Regions from separate parts of the Sus scrofa genome. Here regions 1, 2 and 4 are each linked to region 3. The links are chromatin contacts, called in public Hi-C and HiChIP or PLAC-seq maps. All regions are on one chromosome and are shown on one strand. Each heading gives the region's core, a stretch centred on a gene start, on an enhancer-like site or on the middle of the called end of the contact. The rest is flanking DNA. Distances are from core to core; before and after follow the strand shown.

Region 1 (6,482 bases), core at 2,509-5,008, 170 kb after region 3:
CTGGGATGTTCGGGAAGCCTGCTCGAGGCCTGGGAGATTTCTGGGTCTGCGATCGCCCTGGCATGGGCCTCTCTGGGCCACAGCTGGGGTGAGGCGTGGGGGGTGGGGTGCCAGGACCTCTTCCCTCCCCAGGAATTCAGCTTTGTTGCCCCGGGGCAGGAATTCCGGCCTCTGGACTGTCCGAACGGTCACAATGGGGCCCATTCTCAGACCCCTGGAAAACATGCCCCTGTGGAGAATGACGGATTCTTGTTGGACACAAGGGCCCTCAGTGCCACAATTTAGATCAGAGCACAGATGGGGGCAAAGAACAGATCCGCGCCCCCTCCGTCCGACTTCCCTGGAGGTCGCTGCCCCTCACGACCATGCCGTGCAAAGACTCTCTAAAGCCAGAACAAAAACCCAGAGAGGGGTTCGGCGGGATGGAAACCGCCCACCGTTCTCCAGCCCTCAGCTGACCTGCACCCCTTCCCTCAGAGCCTCCTTGCTTGGATCCTGGGCCAGCAGGCTCGGTCTCACCGAGTGTTAACAGCCTGTGAGGACCCTCAGAGGGAACGCTCGGGGGAAACTGAGGTCTCAAGAATTTGCTGGTGTTTCTAAACCTTTTTCTGCCATAGTAAGAAATTTCCCATCACAACCCAATACAGATAGACAGGCAAGTCGATAAGGAGACAGACATCTGAAACCCATGTTTCACAAAACAGTATTTAACTTTACCACGGTGACCTGGTGGCTTTGTTTCTTCTACCTTTCCAAAATGCTTGTTAGGGAGTTCCCATCGCAGCGCAGCGGAAACGAATCTGACTAGGATCCATAAGGATGCAGGTTCGCTCCCTGCCCTTGCTCAGTGGGTTAACAATCCGGCGTTGCCATGAGCTGTGGTGTAGGTTGCAGATGTAGCTCGGATCCAGCGTTGCTGTGGCTCTGGCCTAGGCCGGTGGCTACAGCTCCGATTCGACCCCTAGCCTGGGAACCTCCATATGCCGCGGGAGCGGCCGAAGAAATAGCAAAAAAAAGACAAAAAAAAAAAAAGAAAAGTACTTGCCCATGTCCCCTGGCCGCTGAAGGGCTGAGGGGCAGAGCCGGGCGCAGAAACTGTCTGTTGACCTTCAGTCCCAGAATTGTCACAGCCTCTCTCCAGCGCCACCTCTCCCCCAGCTGTCCAGCTCACCTCTTAACAAAAAACCTTTCTCCAGCCATCTGACCCCATCAGTCCCCAATTCTGAAACCTCTTAGATTTCATAGATGGACATCAAAGCCCCCACCCCCAGCCTGGTGTTTCCCTGCCTGTCCCCCTACTACTCACCACCCCCCCCCCAAGTGGTTCAACTCTTCCTCTTACTCCTCGAACTTTCCCCTCTCTACCCTCTCCATGGATCCAAACTCCCCTGATCCCTCCAGGTTCAGCTCAGGGCCTCCTCCTCCAGGAAGCCGGCTTGGATGTCCTGCAGCCCTGAGAGCTCTCTTTTCTCTGCACCTGGAGGATAACCTCTGCTGTGACTCTCGGCATGGATTGGCTCAGAATGTTAGCCTTCTCACTGTGCTGTGTCGTTTTGTTCCCCTAATTTCACCCCAAACTTGCAGGCCAGATGCATGTCACGTATTTCTTCCATGTCAGCACAGGCCTTCATGAGGCAGCCTCCCGCAGGAGCTGAAAAAGTGCTGCTTGGTTAACAACAGCAGTCAAAACCATCAGCAGCAGGAGATATACCTCCAGGGCTCCACATCACTCCCCCAGCCAAGGTCGCATACCGGTGCCCCCAGCCCCCATATTCTAGGTACCACCCACGTCCTCAAGACCACTTAACTCTCAAGGTCACCCACAGCCCTCTGGCAACCCAGCCGGCTTCTTGAGTAGTTCCCAGCAGCCGCAGGCTCTGCAGACAGGCATCCTGGGCCGAGCGGCCAATGTCAGCCAGCAGACAGGAGGGTGAGAACATCAGGCTGGCACTGTGTGCGTGTCCTTCTCTGCCAGGGCACTTGCTGATGGGAGTGAGGGACGGGGGTGGCAGGCAGCGGAGGGCATGGCTCTGGAGCACTAGAATTCCACCTGCCAAGGACTCGGCGCCCTTCCACAGAGCTGGCTCCAGCCTGTGCTTCCTTTCCCAGCCTCTCCCTGGCCTCAGGGGCTCTTCCTGGCTTTGCCTCTCACTCCGGGAACCTTGACCAGCAGCATGGCCACCTCTTTTCCCCAGCGAGAGAGCCTGCTCTGCTGTTTGTGCCTCCTCTCCCTGGTGGACCTCGGCACGGGGCACCCTCTGGGTCAGGAATGCCAGTGGAGCTTCCCCAGGCCGGGCAAGCCACTGAAGCCCTCAGGACCCCTCAGTCTCCTCATCCATAAAGTGGATTAACACCACCTCTGCCTCCTTCAGAGCACTGAAGGGCAGATGCCTGTCGGGAATGTTGAAGAAAGGGCAGAGGGCGGGGAAGCAAAAGCAGGTGGCCGAGACGCAGGGACTGTGAAATGCCTTAGCCGCCCCCTCCCTCCAGCCTCTCCCTCTTTTCTGTCTCCAACTCCGGCCCCTTCGCTGGAATGTCCGGGGAAGGAGCACAGCATGTCTCACCAAGAGAAATGAAAGGCGGTGGGGGGGAAGGAAAGCTGATCCTTCTGGGTGCTGTTAGCACAAAAACTCAGAGCCCTTCACATCTCTTGGTTCAGGGCTCTGAGCATTTGCTGCTCCTGGGAGGTCAAACGCATCCCAATAAAGAAATCCAGGGCTTGCCAATTCCTGTGGGTCAATGTCACCCTGAAGATATGATTATTTCCAGATGAGCCCTGTTCAGATGCTGTGTGTACAAACCAGCTTTCCCCCCGTGGACAGCACCAGACAGAGACCAGCGCTGGTTTCCAAGTCTGTCAAAGTCCAAAACTCTGCCTAGGGGGCTGGGCTCACCCCTGCGTGGCACTGTGCTGTCAGCTTCATGGTGGGGTCCTTAAGAAGAAGGCCCTTCCTTTGGTTTTAGGGGGTTCTGCCAGGGTCCAAGTTCAAACAGGTCTTTGCCATTTGCGTAGCGACAGAGGTGGGGTCAGATCCTGTCATTTGCGTAGCGACAGAGGTGGGGTCAGATCCAGGCATGAAAGAAGAATAATTTCTACAGCATTTTCTGTGCTGGGCACTCTGTGAACCCCTTTATGAGGACTCTATGTTTCATCTTCCCCAAATGCTCAGGGGTTGGTACAGTTATTATCCTCACTCCACAGACAGAGAGATAGAGGCTCAAGAGGTGAAGGAGGTAGCTCAACTGACCACCCGGCAAGCAAGCAGTCGAGAGTTGAAGTGGGGTCTCCGCTTCCTGCACCTACCCTCCCTCTGCAGACAGCATCATCCTATGAGGAACGGCCAAGACATGAACTGTTTATATCCCGTGGTGGGGGTGGGGTGGGGGGAAGACTCAGGAGTCCCTGTTTAAGTGGGGGATGGATATGGTCCTGGGTGGAGGAACCCTGCTCCTTTTTCTCCCAGCCAGGCCTGACCTATGGACCATCTGGTGACCAACTCTCCTGGTTTGTCTGCGACCTTCCCATGAGTCCTTAAAGTCCCATGTCCCAGTTTGCCCAGGATGGTTCGTCACTGTACCTGTGGTCTTGGTCGCCCCTGGACCAGTTGCAGAAAAGGCCAAGTGGCCTGATGGAGCCACGTCAGGACAACCTGGGAGGCCTTTTCAATTACATTAGCTTCTGGCAGCGCCAGAGGGAAATGCTAGTCCCCGCCTCCCCTCCCTTTCTCCTTCCTCTGACTCCCTGGGTGATAGTGATTCAGCAGCAAGTGGGAAGCAGGCTAGACTGTGACCTACCAGGAGTGGAATCACCAGTGGTGGGGGTGGCTGTCAGCCCCAGCTCAGGGCAAGAATTGGAGCAAGGAGGGGAGGTGGGTAGGGGGTCTTGGGTTGATGGGGAACCAGACTCCAGCAGAAGGCCTGCTGTCCTGCCCAGGTCAGGACTTACTGCAGGGCAGTGGGAGGTGGATGCCCCCCCCCCCCCCCGCTCCATGCCCTGGTATGTGAGGGATGGGGGAGTCCCAGCCACTGGATACCTAAACTGCTTCTCACCATATTCAGCGGCTAAAAATACAAAACGGCTTTGCTAAAAGGTGCCCGACCTAGAGGCCTCCTACTAGGGCTGCGCCTGCTCGGGCTGGAGTCCAGATGCCGTGTGAAGGATTCCTACGCCTGCCATCCCACCATCCAGTCCCAGCTTGGCAATCCCACTGCCAGGGTCTCAGCCTCCATCCATTAACCCATGGGTTTGCCCTCCTTCCCCTGCACCCACTGGTGGCAGCATTTGGGGATGGGTCTTGAGCCCCAGAGCAAGGCCTGGGTTCTTGGCCACCCAGGCCCAGCCTCACCTACTCACTGTGTGACCTGGAACAAGTTGTCCAGCTTCTCTACCTTTGCTGTCCTCACCTGCAAAACAGGGAGACCACGGGGTCCAGAAGTCCTTGGCAGGACGGGCTTGTACTCTGGTTGAAGGACCGGCTGGCCAGGGGATTTCTCTGGAAGCATTAATGTTTCTTAGGGGTGGCTGGTGTCCTGATGGAGATTATGGTACAGGGACTGGAGGGTCTCTTGGCCCCCCTCCTGCTCACGTGTCAGGGTCATAGTGATGGAGGTGGACACTGTGCTGGGCCTGAGGTTCTCAGCCAACACTGGCCCAACCTCAGAACCCCAAGGTGCTCATCGGAGATGCAAACACTGGGTTAGGTGAGGTGGGGTTGGGGCCCCACGTCTGAATTTGTGCCAATCTCCCTACATGATCCTGTTGAATGACCAGGTCAAGAATCACTGGCCTGGCCTGGCACAGAGCAGACCCTCAGCCCCCTGGGGAATTATGCGCCCCTTCCCCCCACCCCCAGCGTTAGTGTGCTTCTGTCACACATGGTAATGACCTGCTGTCTCCCCTCTGGGGCTGTTGACAAGCTCAAAGAGGATCCTGGGTAGCCACAGCTGCACAAACAGAGGGAAAGAGAATGGCCATCACTGCAAGGAGGCCACCCCCTGTCTGGATTCCGGGGAGCCAGGGGATGGGCAGTGGGCCATTGTGGCCCCTGGCCCCGAGGCTTCTCCTGCAGGACCAGTGGGGAAATTGTGGGGCAGGTGGGGCGGTTCCTCCTTGTCTCCATTCCCTGCCCTTCCCCAGGCCCCACTCTGCCAAAAAAAAAAAAAAAAAAAAAAAGCCTTGAGAAACATTCTCTCCTTGGGAGACTCAAGCCTGCTGGGCAGGACGCAGTCTCCGTATAATGCTCTCCTCCTCCTTGCTGGGAACTCTCCCCACAGCAGAGCTCACAGGGCACAGCCAGGCTCTTCAGACGCGGCCTTACCCCTTACTCCCTTCTGCTCTAGGGAGGTGACCCTGGCTCAAGCCTTCCCTCACTGCCTGGTAGGGGAAGGGGACATAGGAGGACCCTCCCTTTTGGAGGCAACAGATTCAACAGATTCTCCCTTACTCCATCCGTGAGACACTTTCATTCGGGCAGGTGGGCTTATGAACCACAGCCCTTCTCCAGCTTAGATGACCTTGGGCAGTGGCTGAACCTCTGTTTCTTCATCTGTAAAATGGGGATGATCGGATCTCCTTAGTGTGAATGTGAAGATTGACTTTTGTCTTTTTTGTTGTTGTTGTTGTTGTTGTTGTTGCTATTTCTTGGGCCGCTCCCGCGGCATATGGAGATTCCCAGGCTAGGGGTCGAATCGGAGCTGTAGCCACCGGCCTACACCAAAGCCACAGCAACGCGGGATCCGAGCCGCGTCTGCAACCTACACCACAGCTCACGGCAACGCCGGATCATTAACCCACTGTGCAAGGGCAGGGACCGAGCCTGCAACCTCATGGTTCCTAGTCGGATTCCTTAACCACTGCGCCACGACGGGAACTCCTGAATGTGAAGATTGAAAGAGGTTCTCAAACATGAGGGCTGCTGGGGTGGGGTATCAGAAATGCAAATTCCTGGGCCAAGCCCAGCCTTCCAACTCACAGGGTCCTCGGTGCAAATTTTGGGAAACATAGGAGCCTCAAAGGGGAGGATCCTCTCATCCTTGGCTGCAGAGGCAAGTCACCTTGGAGCTTAACAAATGCTCCCTAAGTCCAGGCCACCCCTCAGACTCCCAGGATCAGAGTCTCAGGGAGTGACCATGGGGGTAACTGTCCTTTCCTTCAAGTGACCCACCCCACTTTGCAGCCAGGAGACCTAGCTGGCCAGTTGGCTTCAAGCAAAGCTAGGCGATCGACCTTTTCTTTGATTCCAGGGGCAAAGAAAGGCATTTTCTTTAGTCTCCACATAGCTCACCAGCCATCCCCTCCTGAGCACTTAATAGACCTCCAGTGTCTTAGAGGCTCCCCTGAGGACTGGTAGATGCAGGGGTACTGAGAAGGGCCAAAGGTAGGAGCAAGAGCTGGAGGCAGTGGGGGCAGCATTTGGGAAGTAGCCTGATGCTGAGTCTGGGTTAATTCCTTGCTGGAGGGCAGGGCAGGCTCCAAGCTGGGG
Region 2 (5,812 bases), core at 2,920-5,419, 150 kb after region 3:
GGTGTACACGGAGCGCTTACCAAATGGCTTTTACCCGTAGCGTTTGCAATAAACTCATGTAGCCCTGTTTACAGAGGAGGAAACTGAGGCCTGTGAGATTAGGGGAATGTTCCCAAAGTCATGCAGCTGGTTAGGTATGGGATAGGCGTGAGACCTGAACCCAAAGCTTTGATTCCTAGTGGCCCAGAACTGGCTGATGTTCTATCTTAGGGAGAAGTGGGGACCCAAGCAGACCTTTTTTTCTTTTCTGGAAGCAGGACACTCTGAGCCTGTTAGTCAAGACGACCCCCCTGGTCATACTGGTTTCTCACGCACGTGCCCAAACTCCATCCTAAGGGCTGCCGTCTCTTGTTCAGAACACTACCCTCACCTATGCTCCCCAGAGTAGCTTCCCAATAGAGAGAAAAATCCAGTTTTCACCCAGGAGCTGATGAGCGGAAGAAGGAAGCCGAGGAAGAGAACTGGGTAGAAGAGAGGTTGGGGGAAAGGACTGAAGGGGATGCTGACTGATCCTCTCACTCCATACATCTGTTCCCCAGATCTTAAACACCTGTTCCCTGTTTTTAAAATACCAGGTTGGGCAAGAGAGAGAGGCAGATGGTACAGAGGGAAGGGAAAGAATAGTACAGAGGACTTGTCTGGGACAGGTGGGAGGCAAGGGGCCATCTGGTGATGGGGAGGAGAAAACATGCAGAGAAGGGTGTGTGTTGCACAGCTCCAGGGATGCTGTCGTGAACAGTGCTTCTCTGTGAACAGTGCCCATAGAGGTTGTAGAGTGCGCAACCTGCACACCCGTACATGGCAGTCCTGCTCAAAGGAATCCTCTTTTTCCCATCCTTTAAGACTAAGAGCCTACCATGGCCTAGGCCCTTTGGATGAGGAAAGCATTATCCAGCTCAGAGGCTGACCTGGTCCAACAAAAGACATTATCTTTTTCCTGGCTGCCACAGGCTTAAGAAATAAGCAAATGCTATGAACCATCAGAAACGCATCTCAATGTGGTTCACAGTGTGGAGCTGTTGAAAGCCACAGAGAGTGGGATGCATGGTGTTGAGCTCACACCCCACCTCTGCTACTTACTGGCCGCACTCGTCTACCTGCCTCCTCTCTTTCTCCTCTGTGAAAAGGAAATGGTGCTTAATCCCTGATCTTGCTACCTCTAAAATTATCTTGGAAACTCAGATGCCTTGTGGGCTGGGCAAGAGCTTTGTAAACAACAAAATGTGATGCAAATGTGTTTTCACCAGTGGGAAAAGCATCGATCTCACTGCACCTCCTATGTGTCAGGCCTGTGAGAGAGGTTTGCACCGGGAGTTACATATTCTTATCCACACACGTTATGATAAGGAAGCAGGTGCACAGATGGAGTCAGGACTTGAACCCAGATTTTTCTGGCTCCAGAGGCCCATACTCTTTCCACTCCTCCCACCTACCTCCCTGGTTTGGGGAGGAATCAGGGGGACCAGGACCATGGTCCTGACACCTCTCAGTGTGCCCTCTCTGTCTGCCCTTCTCTGTGCCCCCTGCCCCAGCCTTCCTCACTCTCCCAGGGCAGAGGAAGGCTCCTAAGACCGGCAGCAACATCCCCCTTCCCCCGGCCCTGCCAGTCCCCAGCAGTGATGGCCTCTCAGAGCCCCTTGTTCTTCCTCCTTTCATGGGGAGAGGAGATACACCCCTCCCCAGGTGGGCTGTCTCTGGAGTCATATGTGATCATGTGCCCAGAGGAGGGGAGAGGGGTTGTTGCTGGTGCGTGAAGTGGCAGGTGTCCGGCTACAAAATCCCCTCACCCTGCTTTGATTCATGCCTCTAAACCATTCTCTGCCGCTCACCTTAGTAAGCTGGCCCTATGTCACCTGTTGACCTGCACATTAATGGCTCTAGGTTAGCCTTTTGCCCCTCCCTGGAAGGCGCTCGAGGAAGTGTGCAAACCTGGCTCAGCGAGACCGCTGAGTGTTGGCGAGGGAGCAGGTGTGGCTTTGTGGGGCAGGCTCTGGGGTCCAGGCCCACAGCTCAAGGTTCCATGCTCTCTGACCATTTGCCCAGGCTCTCTGTCTTTTGTGCTCCCATCCTTGAAAAGAGAGAATGCAGGATCTCTGGAGCGGTCCAGGGGGCTTATGGAGACACCACATGTTCTGAGATAACCCAGCCGGTGCTGTTGGTCCAGCACCATAAGAAGTGCCTAGCAGTTTCGTTCATGGAAGGTTGTGGAACAGAATGGAATGGGGCTCAGCCTGTGCCCTGCCTCTGCAGAGCACAGCCCGGCTTTTGCAGGGAGGAATCGGAAGCATTGGGCCTCTGAGTCACCATGGGAAGGGGGCTCATCTGCCTCTTTCTTGAGGTGGCACCGGCCACCTGGGCCAACTCACAACTCGTTTGGCAGGACCCCTCCAGCATGAGACAGGCCTGGCTGGGGCTCAGGAGACAGGGTCAGCCGCAGCCTCACGGTTCCAAAGGGCTTTCCTGCCTTGGCCCCTCTCAGCCTCCAGGTCCTGACAGGTCCGTGCTCACCATGGAGCCCAGACCCAGGGGTGACTTGGGCTGACAGGCTGACATTCTGTCAGCCAAGTTCCTGCAGCCCATCCCTCTCAGGGCTGCTTGCAGGTCCCCCGACCACCGTGCACCTCCCCCTTCCATCCCGAAACATAAACACAGGATCGAGTAGCAGCGTATTTTGACTCTGGGGCGACTGTGGAGGGGCTTATCAAATTATCAAAGCCTGTGGATTTAATTGGAATTTTGCAGATAACCCTGGCCCCTTTCAAGTGTGCTGCTGCGGGGCCTCTGAGCATTCTCGGGGGGCTGGGCGGGGGGACCACAGCCTTTTCCATCTTGAGGGGAAGACAAGGCTGCAAGAGCCCAGCCTGGGGAGCAGTGGGCAGCAGGCCCCGGCCCCTCGGCTTTGATCCCAGGCTGCTCACTGGCTTCTGTGGGTAGAGAGCGGGGCCCACCTCTGAGCTGCTAGCTGTTGTTCTAGACCACCGGCCCCACACAGAAAGATGTGCTTTATAGACGGTTGGTGAGCCTGGCATGGGCGGCCTTGGTGGTTTCGCCTGCTCATGTGGTTGCCCAGGAAGGTTGCTTCTCCCCTCGTGCACTGCCCCCCGCCCCCAGCTCAGGCCCCAAACTCAGGCATTATTCTGGATTCATCTCTCCTTCACACCCCTCCATCCCACTTGTCCACACATCCTGTGGCACTGTCTTTGGAATATACCCAGACCCTGACCACATCTCACCGCCCCTGCTGCTGCCACCCCAGGAGGGGCCACGCCATCATCTCTCCCTGGATTCTGGCCTGACTGGTCTCCCTGCTTCTGCCCTTGCCCTCTGTGGTCCCTTTTCAACCCAGGGGAAGGGACGATCCTTCTTAAATGTACGTCAGATCAGGTCATCCCTCCGCTCAATCTCCTCCACGCCTCCCGTGTCACTCAGAGCCAAGGCCCTGCCCCCCTCCCCACCCCAGGTGGCACCTCCCTCCTCTCCTGCCTGGCTCTGCTCCAGCCCCACTGGCCTGCTTGCCGCTTCTACACCTTCCAGCCATGTTCCCGCCTCAGGGCTTCGCGCTGGCTCTTCCCTCTGCCTAGAACACTTGGCCCCTCCCCAGGAGAGCCCCCAGCCCGGTCCCTCCCCTCCTTGCATTCTCGACTCAAAGAGCTGACCGGCAAGGCCATCCCTGGCCTTCCAGTTTAAAATCCCCCATCACTGACTCTCCCCATTCTGGCTTCATCTCTTTTCACAGAACTTATCACCACCTCCCGGGTGACCTGTTTCCACCCTGCGTTGTTGTTGGTCCAGGAGAGCAGGAGCTTGGACCTGATCTGGTCATGCCGCATCCCTGGTGCCCAGATCAGGCACTTAGATCTGCCAGCTGGGTGACCGATGTCACTCAGGCCTCATGTTAGTCCCCCACAGGCAGTAGGCTAGGCCGTGACTGTAAGGAGGGCTGAAGTGGCTCCCTGAGGTCACCCAGCCAGCAGGTGACAGGCAAGAGAAGCTGGCGATGATGCCTCCTCGCCTCTCCCATGTGGACTCTGGGGCAGCCTTGTGGCTGGCTCGGGGTGGGGACGGCGCTGGTCACCAGATTCTGAAGGAGGGGGATAAGGACACACCCCTGGAATCCGAGGAGGTGCAGCATAGGGCAAGTCTCATGTGGTCCTGAGCCTTAACTCTGACACCCAGATGAGCCTAGCCTTGTGGAGGCCCCACCCCAGCACCCTGCCAGCACCCAAGGCGACCCCCTGGGCTGTGTACATGGCCTACCCACCCAGCGTCCTGGGGCCACACCTGCCAGCCCAGCTCTCCCTGGCTGAGTTATGTCTGAGCACTAGATAGCCCCTGCTGGGCTGCAGGCCAGGGAGGCAGGCATCACCTGGCAGGGTTTCCAGAGGCACAGGAGCCCCCAAGCAGGGGTCCCTCAGCTCTGCCACTCCTGTGGCGTCAGTGATAACAAACAGGAGCTAAGGTTGGCAGGACGCCCACCCCAGTCAACCATGTGAACCAGCAAATGCCTCTTTTTAATCAAGTTTAAATTCACAGCCAGTTGAAACAGTGAATCTGAAGTTTCTAAAGAGCCCTCTAGGAGTTCTCATTCTGGCTCAGTGGGTTAAGAATTTGACTAGTATCCGTGAGGATAAGGGTTCAATCCCTGGCCTTGCTCAGTGGGTTAAGGATCCAGTGTTGCTCTGAGCTATGGTATAGGTTGCAGATGTGGCTCAGATCTGGCATTGACATGGCTATAGTATAGGCTGCCAGCTGCAGCTCTGATTCAACCTCTAGCCTGGTAACTTCCATATGCTGCACATGCAGCCCTAAAAAGTAAAAACAACAACAACAACAACAAAAAAAAAACACAAATTTTAAGGAGTTCCCATCATGGCTCTGTGGTAACAAATCCAACTAGCATCCATGAGTACGGGGGTTCAATCCCTGGCCTTGCTCAGTGGGTTAGGGATCCATCGTTGCCGTGAGCTGTGGTGCAGGTCCCAGACACGGCTCAGATCCCATGTTGCTGTGGCATAGGTCGGTAGCTGTAGCTCCGATTCAATGCCTAGCCTGGGAACTGCCATAGGCCACGGGTGTGGCCCTAAAAAGCCAAAATAATAATAATAAAGTAAATAAATAAAAGGCCTTCTACAAGCCCTGTCCTTAGACCCCCAGCAGGACACACCTTCCTGGGAGGAAGGTCTGGCTGAGGTGCAGCCCCGTGAGGCCTGAGGGCCTGAGACTGGTCTTCCTACCTCTCCAGCTCCTGGCCCGCCAGCCCCACCCTCATTCTTAGATGACCGCACCCGAATGCAGCCAGTGTCACCAGCCTCCAAGCCCAGGCCTGGCCGTTCCCTCTGCCTGGAGCACTCCTGTTCCCTCTCCCCTCCCACCCCAGACGGAGTCCTGCTCAGCCCTCAGTCTTTCCAGGGAGGCTCCCCAGAGCCCACAGCCTCAGGCATGGCGCTCTGTCTGTTTATGGTCTCCCCCCATTGCGGGAACCCACCTCTCTGGACCCCTGGGCCTGGCACCTGGCAGGTGTTAGCCAAACCACATCAGGGCTATTTCCAGGATTAAAACTTGCACTGCCCGCTGTCAGACTGCAGAGTGACCAGCACTCTCCACCTCAGTGGAGTTAGGTTGCAGCCTCCCTTTGTCACCTGACGTCGTCAGCGCTCTGCTCTGGGCCTGAGCCTGTGGGCAGGTGGCCATACACGCATTTGGCCCCATGCCATAGAGGGAAAGATAGGCCAGGGCTGGGTGGGTGCCTGCTCTCGTCACATCCCCCTCATGGACCTGCCACCAGTCCCCTGCCCCAGCAGCACACAGTGGG
Region 3 (6,482 bases), core at 3,506-6,005:
ACTCTCTTTAACTCTTAGGCATCACTTTCATCAGCAACATTTACAAATAAGTATTTAATTTAAAAAAACAATCATTTATCAAGTGCATGGCATATATAAAGCTCTGTGCTGAGTGAGGTGTGTATGGCAGGTAGCCAAGGCGTTATGGTTGGGGTGAGGAGGGAAAGAGTGATGCCAGTCTAAGTTCATGGTTCTCAAGACCTTCACCAGCTTCTTCCTGGCTTAGAAGGCATAACATAAGCATAGAAAAGTAAAAAAAAAGACAATAGGAGTTCCTGTCATGGCTCGGTGGTTCACAAACCCGACTAGTATCCATGAGGACACAGGTTCGATCCCTGGCCTCACTCAGTGGGTTAAGGATCTGGCGTTGCTGTGAGCTGTGGCATAAGTCAAAGACACGGCTTGGATCCTGTGTTGCTATGGCTGTGGCATAGGCTGGCAGCTGCAGCTCTGATTCAACCCCTAGCCTGGGAACCTCCATGTGTCTCGGGTACAGCCCTAAAAAGACACAAGACCAAAAAAAAAGAAAAAAAAAAAGACAATAAAAGATGTAAATAAAGGTTCAGTACAGTAACAGCTGAGCTGTCATAGAGCAATGTACGTAGTGAATGTTTAGTCATTTTAACTGTTTTCACTGTTTTCCTGTATTTTGTCATTGGGAAGACTACGTAGGAGAGGAGGCGGGTGAGCTCTGCCTATAGGAGCTGAAAGATTTGCATGTGCATCGAGGGACTGTAGAGACACACAGTCTCTGCCCTTGAGGAGCATCCTGCCTGGAAAATGGGGGAGGGAGTGGTCCAGGCAGCATGTGATACTTGTGTGAATGGAGAATTGGAACAAGGGACTCCGGGGTCAAGGGAGAGCAACATTCTGGATCTGCAGGTATCTGTAAATGCACTAAGTGTGAACTTTCAACTAACTCTTCCTGGGTGTGAATAGGCTCACAAACGTGGTGGATAAAGATGGCAGGTCTAGGACTCCCTAGATGTGTGGCACCGGGCAGTTTGCTTAGTTTCTCTTGACCTCATTTCACTCCTCTGTAAAATTAAGGAATACATAACCTCTCTGGTCCCTTCCAGTTAGAAAATTCTTTCGTTCTAAGTGTCCTGCAATTATCTGATTTTTCAAAATCAGATTTTCAGGTGACAGTTTGCATCTTTGAGTCCTCTTTCCCTTATTTATCTTAAACTTAAAAACAATTTTTTTTTTTTTTTGCAATTAGATTTTGTCATTTGAACTCACACAGTGTCCTTGGATTGGAGTCATCCCCAGTTCAAGGATGAAAGTGGAAAAATAGGGGTTTACCTAATCTTCTCCAGCACCACCATCTCCTTGAACAGATGTGTCCAACACAGGCCACCCAGTGTGCCTACTATGTGCCAAGCATGCTGAATATTGAATGAATGAGATTCAGTCTTATCTCCAAGGAGCCTTTAGCTGGTCTCAGTCATTGGTGGGGAAGTGCCAGGCATGTGTGAGCCACTCAGTAAATGTGTGTTGAACAGAAAAGCATGTCTAAGGCACTTCTGGAGAAGAAATCTGCATGAGGTTGAAAAGTACCCAGGGAAGAAGGGAGCACCTGTATCATTTTATACTTAAAGTCTCTTGGCTCTACAGTCCCAAGAGGGAAACAAGATTTTTCTCCCCCCAGGTGTTTATAACTTCCACCCAACAAATCTCCAGAGATCTTGGGACTGTGGGGTTGGGGTGGGGGCTGATGCTCAGTTGCTTCCTGCAATTGAGGTAATTCTGGAGCACTGGGCTGCGCAGGGGAGCTGGGAGTACTCAAGTTGTGCCTCGGGACCCTGAATTTAGGAAATGTCAGGTCGTCTGGGCTTTTTAGGCCAGAAGAAAGCCATTACCTTGTAGGCGAGCACCAGGACACAAGGACAACAGGGGAGCCTGAACCCCTCCCTGTCTCCCCCACATCACTTATGCTTAGAGCCATGTTCAGATCCTGATCCAGAAGGAGGGTGACTGGGAAACCACGATGCCTTTTGGGGGAGTGCTCTGACTCACAAGGGGACTAGGGCAAGCCCACCCCCTCCTCTTTCCTTCCAACAATTGAAAACCAGCTCCCCTCACCAGGGGCATCTCAGGCTTAATTAGCATTTCCAGAAAGCCTTGCAGCCTTGTACAGTGACCACTACTGTGTATGACGTATGGTACGTGGCTACTTGAGGAGGGCAAAGAAGATAACTTACAGCCAGTCCTTGTGCACCAGGTGCTTCCAGAGGAGACGAAGCATGTTATGGACAAATACACACAAATCAAACAAGTCAGGGCAAATACAGTTGGCTTGGAGGAGTTCAGAGGAGGCAGAGTATTCCAAGGTACGCCAAATTCTGCCCATCCTCCAGTCCCCAGCCCAGGGACTGCCTCCTCCATGAAGTTCTCCTGAATTACTCCAGGCTTCCGATTCTGGCATCCCAATGCACATTTTATTTGATACACTAGTTTTATTGTTTTTTTTTTTTTTTTTTTTGATGCAGTCTTAATGATAACCCCATTTCTCAACTGGACTCTCTCCTCTTTGAGGGAAGGGACAAAAATTTGTTAATTGCATTCAGTTTTTGGGTCCACAAACATCAACTGAATTCTCCCACTCTTCTGTTCCTTTTTCTTTTTTCTTTTTCTATTTTTGTGGCTACATCCACAGCATATGGAAGTTCCCAGGCCAGGGATCAAATCCAAGTCACAGCTGCAACCTATGCCACAGCTGCAGCAATGCAGGATCCTTAACCTACTGTACTACAGCAGGAACTCTTTCATCTGTTTCTTAATGTCAATAAGTACTCAATAAATCCTAAAATTCTAGAATTCTAGAGAAGAAATTTTATTTTATTTATTTATTTGTTTGTTTACTTAGTCTTTTCAGGGCCATACCCACAGCATATAGAAGTTCCCAGGCTAGGGGCTAAATTGGAGCTACAGCTGCTGGCCTATGCCACAGCCACAGCAATGCCAGATCTGAGCCACGTACAACACAGCTCACGGCAACGCTGGATCCTTAACCCACTGAGGGAGGCCAGGGATCGAACCTACGTCCTCGTGGATACTAGTCAGAGTCCCTTCCACTGAGCCACGACGGGAACTCCTAGAGAAGGCATTTTTTAAAATATTATTTATTTATTTATTTATTTTGTCTTTGTGCCTTTTCTAGGGCCACTCCTGTGGCATATGGGGATTCCCAGGTTATGGGTCTAATGGGAGCTGTAGCCATCAGCCTACGCCAGAGCCACAGCAACACGGGATCCAAGCCGCATCTTTGACCTACACCACAGCTCCCTGCAATGCCGGATCCTTAACCCACTGAACAAGACCAGGGATCAAACCCGCAACCTCATGGTTCCTATTCAGATTTGTTAACTACTGAGCCATGACAGGAACTCCTAAAATATTTATTTTTTAAATGTCAAAAGCTGTACATGCTAATTATGAAAAAATTATTTAACTCAAAACTATCTCCACAGGTGTAACTACTAAAACTACGAAGAGTTTGGAGTGTACATAGGGAAGAATCTTAAAAGACCATCCAGTTCAGCACCCACATTTCAGAAGTGAGAACCTTAAAGTGACTCTAATGCCTGTGGTATGAAGTGATTTGCTCCAGGTCACATATTTGGATAGCAGCATCATTTGGTGTTCCAGCATCCTTCCCCAAGAAAGTTGGAGGGATAGTGGGGGTACTCTGTACCAAGCAAATGTGTGAATGAAGTCCTAGATTGCTACATGGGTTCCGACAGTGCAGAGAACAAAGTATTGGTACGATTATGTTGTCAAACTCTTGGCGTCCATTTCAGATGCTTCACATTGGTCCACGGCCACAAAGCTTATTGTGACTGTGAAACAATAGGATTAGTTGTGAAAATACTACTTCTTTAAATATTTGAAACTAGAATGCAAAAAAAAATGTTGAAATAGATGGGGGGGTGATGTAAAATTGCATTAAATAGCAATTGTGTCCCAAGTCCAGGGACAGACAAATGATTTGGAAAGTCTGTTTTTCAGACCAGAGGGAATGGTGGTGAGAAAGCCAGAGTCTGGGGTCAGCTCATCACTGGCCCCCAACCCGGTGGATTTTCCCACCACTGTGTGCTCCCTTCCCTCCTCACAGGCCTGAGGAGGGTGGGTCCCCAGGAAGCTCTGGGTTTAAGGCAGTGGTGTTATGCAGCTTTGTAACCTCACTGGTAAATGATATCACAGATTGGTTACCAGGCCCAGATCGATGGACAACTCGGGCAGCAGATCGATCACATTTCCGGGGAGAATTTACCCTTTGTGACCCGCAGGGGGGCAGGTGGTTCCTCAAAACAGGCTCTGGCTTGAAGGATTTAATGCCGGTTCCTTCCCCATTCCTTGTTCAGCTCGGAGGGCCTGGACAGTAACAGCCGAGTAATAACCTACTTTTTCATTAAAAAGATGTGGGAGATAGGAGTGGGAGGGGGCCGTAAAGGTGAGGACAGAATGGCAAAAATCCGCTCCCAGAAGGAAAGCCAGGGTAGAGGCGCGCTGGGTTCACTTCCCCCCGCCCCTCCTCCCTCCGAAGCCACCCTGAGTTTCGGTGCCGGGGGAACTAGCACAGCGTCGCGCCAGGCCGCTGGCCGCGCTCTCGGCGCAGTGGGGGCGCGCGAGCCTGCCCTGGCCTCTCCGGCCAGGCAGCAGCCCCCTCCCCGTCGCCCCGAGCCCCTCCCCCGGGCCCGGAGCCCCTCCCCGCGCGCTTCCCCTCTCTCCCCTCCCTTCCCTTCCCTGCCTGCCCGGCCCTGCCTCCGCCTCCTGCGCCCACAGCCTCCGCGAGCGCCGAGCCCCCCGGAGCCGCAGCGCGGCCAAGGGGCGCCGCTGGCCCCTCCCCAGCGCGCTGTCAGCAGGCTCTGGGGCCCCCGCCCCGTCCCCTTGCCCACGGGACACACCCCCGCCCCTCCTCTGCTTCGCCAGTTCCCGCCGGACCCACCGGGCGGCGGAGAGAGCGGGCGGGCGAGCAGAAGAGCCGCGGCGGCGGCGGCGCGGGAGGGAAGGGGCTCGCGGCAGGCCCACCGGGAGCCACCCGGGCACACGGAGCCCGCGTGCCCTCCATACCGTCTCCGCCCAGCAGCCGTACCTGTGGGCGCCAGAAGCCCGGGCAGCGGCGCGCCGGACCGGGGTGGCGGGTGGCCCCACAGACCCGGAAAGCGGGGGAAGGAGCCGGAGCCCGACCGGGATGAGAAGGTGACGCCGCCGGGGGGCGCCACTCGCTTTGTAGGGGAAGATGCTCGCCTACTGCGTGCAAGATGCCACCGTGGTGGACGTGGAGAAGCGGAGGAACCCTTCCAAGCATTATGTGAGTACGGCCCCTACCGACCCCTGCGGAGGGGCTGGCCAGGAACCCCCAGAGGGCCCCCGGTAGCCCTGTGCCCCTAACCGCTGTTGAGTCTAGAGCCAAGTGCCCATAGGGCAGCCGTCAGTGATGGAGTTTCTTCGCTGGGCTCTGATTTCCAGGGAAGCCTTTTCTGACCTTCCTCCACTCCCCCCAGGCCCGTTTTCTTTTTTTGGCATTGGAATTGGCAAGTGGCTGCCCTTGTCTGTTACAACGGTGAAGTCATCTGTCCGCCTGAGCTTTGATGGATGGGGGTGGGGGGGAGCGTTCGTCAAACCCTCGCTGGGCAGCTCCGTTGGGAAGGAACATCCTCCCGGTCATCCCAAGGGGTTCGGGTCGCTCACGCTCACAGACCGAGATGCTTTCAGAGGCTTGCCCTGGGAAAGGAAGCCTCGCGCAAGCCCCCCACTTTTGCTCTGGTCTCTGCCTCCCTAGGCCTGGGTCTGGGGTCAGAGGGAAGCCGCCGCGCCCCATGCCCCACCTCCACTCTCAGCCCCGAGCTTTGGTTTCCTTAAAGTCATTGTGTCGGTCGGTGTGAGGAGAAATGTGGCTTTTCCTTTTATCCCTCCTCTGGACGTGACCCTTAACCGGGTTCATTTCCTCTTAAGTGATGCTCCATTTCCAGACAGGAGGCGGCAAATGTTTGCTGTGGTCTCCGAGGAACAGCCGGCCGCCCCTCCCCCTTCCTTCTTCAAACTTAATGAGAAGGGGCTAGAGTTGATTGAGCCGAGCTCCGGGCCTGTGGGACGGGTCTCCCTTTCCTTTCAGCCCGTCCTCTCTTCCCATCTTTCCCACCTTAGGAAGTAAACATTGTCCTTGACGCCTGAGGACTCCAGTCTGAGCAGCTTTGCCGCTGTACTTGAGATAGGAGAGACGGACAGCAGGGCACCCAAAGCCTAAGGACTGCATCTTATTTGCAAATTAGGCACTTAAAGGAACATTTAAAATGAATGCTCAGGAGTTCCGGTCTTGGCGCAGTAGTTAACGAATCCGACTAGGAACCATGAGATTTGCGGGTTCGGTCCCTGCCCTTGCTCAGTGGGTTAACGATCCGGCGTTGCCGTGAGCTGTGGTGTAGGTTGCAGACGCGGCTGGATCCCGCGTTGCTGTGGCTCTGGCGTAGGCCGAG
Region 4 (6,037 bases), core at 80-2,579, 240 kb after region 3:
GGCTCTGCAACTCTGGCCGCCTGGAGCACTGGTGTCCCCAGCCTTTGCTGAGGTCCCAGCAGGCAGCCCCTGCTGCCCCCGGCCCAGCCTCAGATGCAGGCTCTGGACTGGGCTGCTCCTCTCTGCAGGGCTGCTTCCCCTGGGTGTGAGAGCTGGGGCAGAAGTGAGGCCTGAGCCCAGACCTCGTTCAGAGGCCTCTCGCTCTGCCCTTCCCTCTCCTTGGACCTAGTCACACTTCCCAGCTGAGAAACCCATTTGAGGGTACGGTAGGGGAGGGGGGAGCTTCCTGACACTCCTGGAAGCAAACTAAACCGGATGGGCCTCACTCATCTCTCCCTTCCCAGGCCCTGCCCCCAGGCTCTAAGGTTCCTCTGGCCCTGGGCTCCCAGGCCAGCCAGCACCCCCAGGGGGCTTTGCTCCTAGGAAATATTTCTGGGTCCTTCAGAAGCAGCTCAGCTGTGATAATGTGGTCCAGTTTCTCTTCTCTGCCTGTAACCCTGAAGACAAGAGATGGTCCCCTGTTGGGCTGTGGGCTGTAGGGACCACCTCCCCAGCCTCCCACACCTCGTAGCCCCAGACCCACTATGGGCAGGAGGTGTGTTCTGAGCTGTCTCCACCAAGGGGATTGACTGGGGTAGCCAGGCGCTCATAAGACAGTTGCTCAGAAGGCAGCACATGGTAGGGTGAAGATTGGTCTCTGCTGAGGGTAGGATGAAGGTCATTGGCCACATAGACTTGAACCTTCATGTGGCCTGACAGGACAGAGCCGCCCCCGCCCCCTGCACACCAGTCAGGGGGCTGAGCTCTCCCTTTCTGTCTTGTTAGGTCAGACAGGACTGTGTGCCTGGACGTGTTTGCCCAGATTCTCTGCCTCTAGACTTTGATGGTCTCTGAGCAATGGAAACTGGAGCCAAGCCCCTCAAAGCAGCCACCACAAGTCTGCATGTGGACGCTAGCGAAAAGGCGGGCTTCTAACCTAAACCACTCGCCCAAAGGTTATCTACAGGGCGGTGAGGGGTTTTTTTTAGTTTTCTGAAAGGACCAATAAAACCACTCTGAGCTGCTTCATCCAGTCAGCCCTCGTCCCTGTGGCTTAGCCCTTCTGCCAGCGGAAGCTTCAGCTGACAAAACCCTGCTGAAAAGGTTCCACCTTAAGAAGGCTTCCAGACACCCCCTTAACTATGCCGTTTCCCAGCATCCCAGGCTCTGTGTTGATCCTCATTTCCTGTCGTTCTCCTCCACCCCCACCCCCCACATACACAGCCTCCCTCTCTCCCCATCCTCCTCCCTTTCCAGTTGGCTTCCCTCTGGAGTCATTCCGTGCTCCGGAGCTGGAAAGCAGATGCGAGCAGAGTTGGACCCGAACACACACAGCCGCTCCTGATTCCCTTGCGCCTCCCCGCCTGGAATCTAATTTTATCCGCGTAACACTGAAGGGGCACATCAGGGCCTGTAACAGGAGCACTCAGGACAGTGAGCAGTCCTGGCCGTCACTCCCCTGAGACTTTGCTCCCCATCTCTGCACGCTGTGCTCCGTGGCCGCCAGAGTCGTCTTCGTCTTTGCTCCAAGTTCTGGGCCAGATGCTGCCAACAGCTAGCTGTGTGACCCTCTGCTTCTCGCTTTGCTTCTCTGAGCCTTGATTGTCGGCTCGTATGTAAGATGAGGCATCATCACGAGTTGCTCTTGCCCACCTCTGAAATTCTGTGCTTCTGTCTGCCCTGCTGGCTCCCTGACTTCTATCCGTTTGTTCACTGAGGTCTGCCTTCTGAGCTCCAAAACGGGGGACCAGACGGACAAGCGAGGGTCAGCCTGCCATTTGTGTGACGTGAACATGAGAGACCACCTCCTGCCTGAGTTTTCCTGCAAAGCTCAACACCTTAGAAACTTTAACTTTTACCTTTTTCTCCCCACAATGAACCCCCCAGAACAAGGTCAGATGGGAGGCAGGGGGGTGGAGGGATTGTCAGACATCTGGCATGGAGGAGCCGTTCCAGAGAGCCAGCCGTGTCCCAGGGAGCAGGCGAGGACATGGCACCCCAGACTCCGGGGCATTGGCCAGCTATGGCTAGACCAGGCAGTAAGCTCCCGGTGGGTTTGGGTAGAAGCTCAGCATCATGGGGGGGAAAGGGAAAAGCTTGTTTTCAGAAGTCAGCAAATCCCCTAAAATTAAGTCAGCCCTGTCATTTGCTTTTCGCTCTTGTTTATGGGTTTTTGGTTTTGTTTTTGTTTTGTTTCCTTTTGTTTTTGTTTTGCCATACCAAAGTCTTTAATTTTATCCAGTCATGTGCTTTATTTAGTCTTTTCATTTATGGTTTCTGCTTTGGGAGTTCCACTTAGAAAGAATTTCTCAACCCCCAAGATGAAGCCAATATTCGTGACTTGTATTTTTAATTTTGTTGTACAGTCATGAGGCCAGAGTCTCACTTGTTTTTTCTTCTCACTGGATCGTCGGTCGTCCCAAATCACTCATTGACCCCACTGCTTTGAAATGTCACCTTGCGCGTTGTTCTGTTTGTGGGCTTATTCTGTGAAGTTGGTTTGTCTGCATCTCCTGCAGTGATGCCAGTTCGTCCCCTCATGCGGTCACTCTTTATAGACATCTTCCCAGTTGGTCTCAATGTGTCTGCCCATCTGGATAAATGTCTGCAGCTACTCTCTCCCAGCATTTTGCAGAAGAGAAATAATGGAGCTTCAGGATAGGCACTGGTCCAAGGTACCATAGACCAGACCTCGGGTTTCCTAGCTCCCACCCGTCCTGCCCTTTCACCTCTCTGATCCTTATTTCCCTCTCCAATTGGTCATTTAACTCTATACACCTTCTCATGTCTTAGCTCCAAGAACTGCCCTCTGCTGTGTTGAGGCCATTGCAAAGCCTACTTTTTTGGGCAACCCAAAATTTGAGGCATCTTCTCATCTCAAGGTCCCATGTTTGCCTGACTTTGCAAACTAGGAGAGTCCACACCAAGAGGGATCAGGCAAAGAGCAAGAGAGAGGAAGACGTGCTGTTCTAGGTGCCTTTCCACCTGCCCTCAGTTCTCATTCTCTCCAGAATAGAGGCTTTGCCCAGTGTCTTGTGGAGCACAGCTGGGCAAGGCCAGATGGAGCCTGGGGCCCGGCAATGGGGCTCTTGTGACACCTTGTCCCACTCCTCCCCGCAGATACCTGGGCAAAGAGGGCTGGGCGCCCGCTTCCTACCTGAAGAAAATCAAGGATGACCTGCCAGCACGGAAGAAGAACCTGGCAGGCCCCGTGGAGATCATCGGGAACATCATGGAGATCAGCAACCTGCTGAACAAGAAGGCGTCTGGGGACAAGGAGACCCCCCCAGCTGAAGGCGAGGGCCCAGAGGCCCCCATCGCCAAGAAGGAGATCAGCCTGCCCATCCTCTGCAACGCCTCCAACGGCAGCGCCCTGGGCGTCCCGGAGAGAACCGTCTCGAAGCTGGCCCAGGGCTCCCCGGCTGTGGCCAGGATTGCTCCTCAGAGGGCCCAGATCAGTAAGAGCCCCACTGACCCCGGAGCCTTTAGGGAAGGGGCATGAGGTGCAAGGGGAGCTGGACAGGTGTGCGTGGTTCCCCCTGTCATTCCCTCCCAGAGATGCAGGCTGACCCCTGACCCCAGCCTCGCTTTGCCAGCTTGTCTCATGCTAATCTCAAGCGTGAGGAATTCCCATTGTGGCTCCGTGGGTTATGAACCAGACTAGTATCCATGAGGATGCAGGTTCAATCCCTGGCCCTGCTCAATGGGCTAAGGATCTGGTGTGGCCATGAGCTGTGGTGTAAGTTGCAGACGCATCTTGGATCTGGCATTGCTGTGGCTGCGGTGTAGGCCAGCAGCTACAGCTCCGATTTGACCCCTAGCCTGGGAACCTTCCTATGCCTCAGATATGGCCCTAAAAAGCAAAAAAAAAAAAAAAAAAGCCTGGACAAGGCAATTCCTTCCATGTCCTCCACTGAAGATAAACTGCATGAGTATATGAGCCGGCAGTGTTCCCTCTGCCACTGGTAGAGAGCCAGGAGTGGCCACTCAGATAAGTGCAGTCACCCAGGCCGTGAGATGGGAGCCCTTAGGCAGGGCTGCTTTCTGAGTGACAGCAAGAGAAGAACATCTCGCCCTACTCCTCCTTCCCTGTCACCTTACTGGGAACCTGGGACACTTGGAAGGGCGGCTGTATCTCTCCACACATTTTCAGTGGCATTTTCTTCCAGAATCACCTTCTTTCCTACCAGAGAAGCCTGGTGCAGGGGTGCCTGTGGTTGAGGGTTAAACTATTCTATGTTATGAGAGACCAGCTTCTGTTTGTGTCCAACCGTTCTTCAAATCTGGAGGAAAGCTGTTTTCTAGTCTGGTTGTGAGCTTGGTTAAGTTAGCTCTGTGCCTGAAACCTTTGGCACAGTCCATTGGGAAATATTTTGAGGGTGCCCCCTCTTGCCTGGCACTGTGTCAGCCCCTAAGGATTTGGTAGTGAGCAAAAAAGAGACCTGGTCTCTCTTTCTAACCCTGAAAATCTGATAAAGTTATTTACCCTTGGCCCTGAAAAATGCCCCTATGTTTGAACATTTTAGCATGTTCACGGATCCCTTAGAACATAGTCAAGGATGCTTAAGGTTCTTTGACTTTGCACTGAAGTTCAGCTCTAGTGCCTGCAGCGACTGAGAGCGTGCGTTCTTTGTAAATGCAGGACAAAGGCAGGAACTTCCCAGGACCAGGAGGTGGTCACGGCCAGGGAAAGCACTGTTGTCTGGCTGGGATTTCTGAAGCTCTGCTTCCTTCTTCTAGGCTCCCCAAACTTAAGGACAAGGCCTCCACCTCGCAGAGAGTCCAGCCTGGTATGTATGCTGAATTTCTTCTCCCTTTCCTGTCCCTTTTCTGGGGCGCACTCTAGCAGCCCCCGTCACTTGGCTGTCTCTATGCAGAGTCCATTGGTCCAGCACTTCGCCAGGGCTGTGCCAGGGCTGGGCCAGGGCTTCCAGCCTCATGATGCCGGGGGCAGGGAGGGAAGCCTGGGGATCCCAGCCTTCCTGGGGTCTCACTGGACAGTTTATAATAAAAAACGCTCTGCATTCCAAAGCTAAATAAATCCACCCCAGCCACTGCACTGGCAGACATAAACATTTAGACTGGCTGGCGAGAGTGTCCGGCCAGGGCATTGCCAGGGGCTGGAAATGGGGCTGCTGTCCATGTGAGCCTGGAAGCTGTTCAGCTTTGCCTTCCTTGCTCGGAAGTGCCTGATGGATGTGGGGTTGGGAGGGTGGGCAGAGGGCAGTCCAGTGAGCATCCTCGGGGAAGGAGGGTAGTAAGTGGCAGGGATTGGCTCAGGCCGAAGCTCAAAGAGACTCGGTGCTGCCTGGGTCCCTGGCGCCTGTGGGCGAGGTTTCTTGGCCTCCAGACCATCAGGGAGGCAGATGTACTCTCAAGATGCTGGGGCCGAGAGCCCTAGAGCAGAGAACTATTATCTGGGTGATGGGATGCAGTGGAAAGAATGGGGCTTTGAACCTACCAGGCATAGATTCACATTCCACTTCTGATGCTTAGAAACAGCGAGCCCCTGGGCAAGTTGCATGCCCTCTACAGGCCTCAGTCTCCTTCCTTACAAGACAGGGACAATGGCAGCCACCTCCTAGGGCTACTGTAAGGATGAGATGAGGTTGTGTGTGCAGAGAGCTGGCCATCAGCTTTCCATGTCCTGTGTCAGCTCTCTGTGCACTGTGTGTAGACAAGGATTCTGAAGTCACATCTGAGCTTTGCAGGGAGACTTACTGTGATCAGTGACATCTGTCCCAGGGAGGCAGACAACAGCAGTCAGATTGGACCTTCCTTAAACAAGACTTTTGAAGAGTCATTTGGCCCCTAGAGATGAGACCATCTTTGCCCTGGCCATGAGCCCCAGTGGAGAGTCTAGCTCATTTTACGCAGTTGAACAGCAAGTTCTGTCTCCTCTCCTCCCATCCCTCTGGTGATTACTTTCAGGCAGACTTGATTTTGGCAAGAATGGGGCGATTCCTTGCACACTTACCAAAAGCAGAGTTTGCTGAGT

What was found. Hi-C and Micro-C count contacts between places; a contact is called where the count stands out from the background. HiChIP or PLAC-seq counts read pairs in DNA pulled down with a chosen protein or histone mark.
Region 1: a Hi-C map of embryonic fibroblasts shows a contact between it and region 3, with 2.1 times the contacts expected there. The contact joins the enhancer-like site here to the promoter of SH3PXD2A in region 3. A contact is called at or near these places in 3 of 5 promoter capture datasets (fetal liver and liver), 16 of 47 Hi-C or Micro-C datasets (alveolar macrophages, brain, embryonic fibroblasts and 9 more) and 2 of 2 datasets of contacts at active chromatin or transcription factors (alveolar macrophages and skeletal muscle).
Region 2: a contact with region 3 is called in an H3K27ac HiChIP or PLAC-seq map of skeletal muscle, with 17 times the contacts expected there. The contact joins the enhancer-like site here to the promoter of SH3PXD2A in region 3. A contact is called at or near these places in 5 of 5 promoter capture datasets (fetal liver, fetal skeletal muscle, liver and 1 more), 25 of 47 Hi-C or Micro-C datasets (adipose tissue, alveolar macrophages, brain and 14 more) and 2 of 2 datasets of contacts at active chromatin or transcription factors (alveolar macrophages and skeletal muscle).
Region 4: a contact with region 3 is called in an H3K27ac HiChIP or PLAC-seq map of skeletal muscle. The contact joins the enhancer-like site here to the promoter of SH3PXD2A in region 3. A contact is called at or near these places in 3 of 5 promoter capture datasets (fetal liver, fetal skeletal muscle and liver), 9 of 47 Hi-C or Micro-C datasets (alveolar macrophages, embryonic fibroblasts, epiblast stem cells and 6 more) and 1 of 2 datasets of contacts at active chromatin or transcription factors (skeletal muscle).

What each region holds. Positions count from the first base shown.
Region 1 is chr14:114,603,872-114,610,353 of Sscrofa11.1, reverse strand. The region is part of intron 5 of SH3PXD2A (SH3 and PX domain-containing protein 2A); the gene reads left to right. Among named protein-coding and RNA genes, the nearest start is that of SH3PXD2A, 170 kb to the left of the region's middle. Within about 2 kb of position 3,758, at least 6 of the 83 cell types and tissues checked have an H3K27ac peak or open chromatin away from gene starts, as enhancers often do. A contact at or near this core is called in embryonic fibroblasts, where this site is marked.
Region 2 is chr14:114,623,083-114,628,894 of Sscrofa11.1, reverse strand. The region is part of intron 5 of SH3PXD2A (SH3 and PX domain-containing protein 2A); the gene reads left to right. Among named protein-coding and RNA genes, the nearest start is that of SH3PXD2A, 150 kb to the left of the region's middle. Within about 2 kb of position 4,169, at least 12 of the 83 cell types and tissues checked have an H3K27ac peak or open chromatin away from gene starts, as enhancers often do. A contact at or near this core is called in fetal liver and skeletal muscle, where this site is marked.
Region 3 is chr14:114,775,524-114,782,005 of Sscrofa11.1, reverse strand. It overlaps SH3PXD2A (SH3 and PX domain-containing protein 2A), which reads left to right and starts at 4,755. Exons shown (of 15, transcript XM_021072762.1): 1 at 4,755-5,317. The coding sequence starts at 5,246.
Region 4 is chr14:114,529,178-114,535,214 of Sscrofa11.1, reverse strand. It overlaps SH3PXD2A (SH3 and PX domain-containing protein 2A), which reads left to right. Exons shown (of 15, transcript XM_021072762.1): 12 at 3,160-3,497; 13 at 4,780-4,829. Among named protein-coding and RNA genes, the nearest start is that of NEURL1, 95 kb to the right of the region's middle. Within about 2 kb of position 1,329, at least 13 of the 83 cell types and tissues checked have an H3K27ac peak or open chromatin away from gene starts, as enhancers often do. A contact at or near this core is called in skeletal muscle, where this site is marked.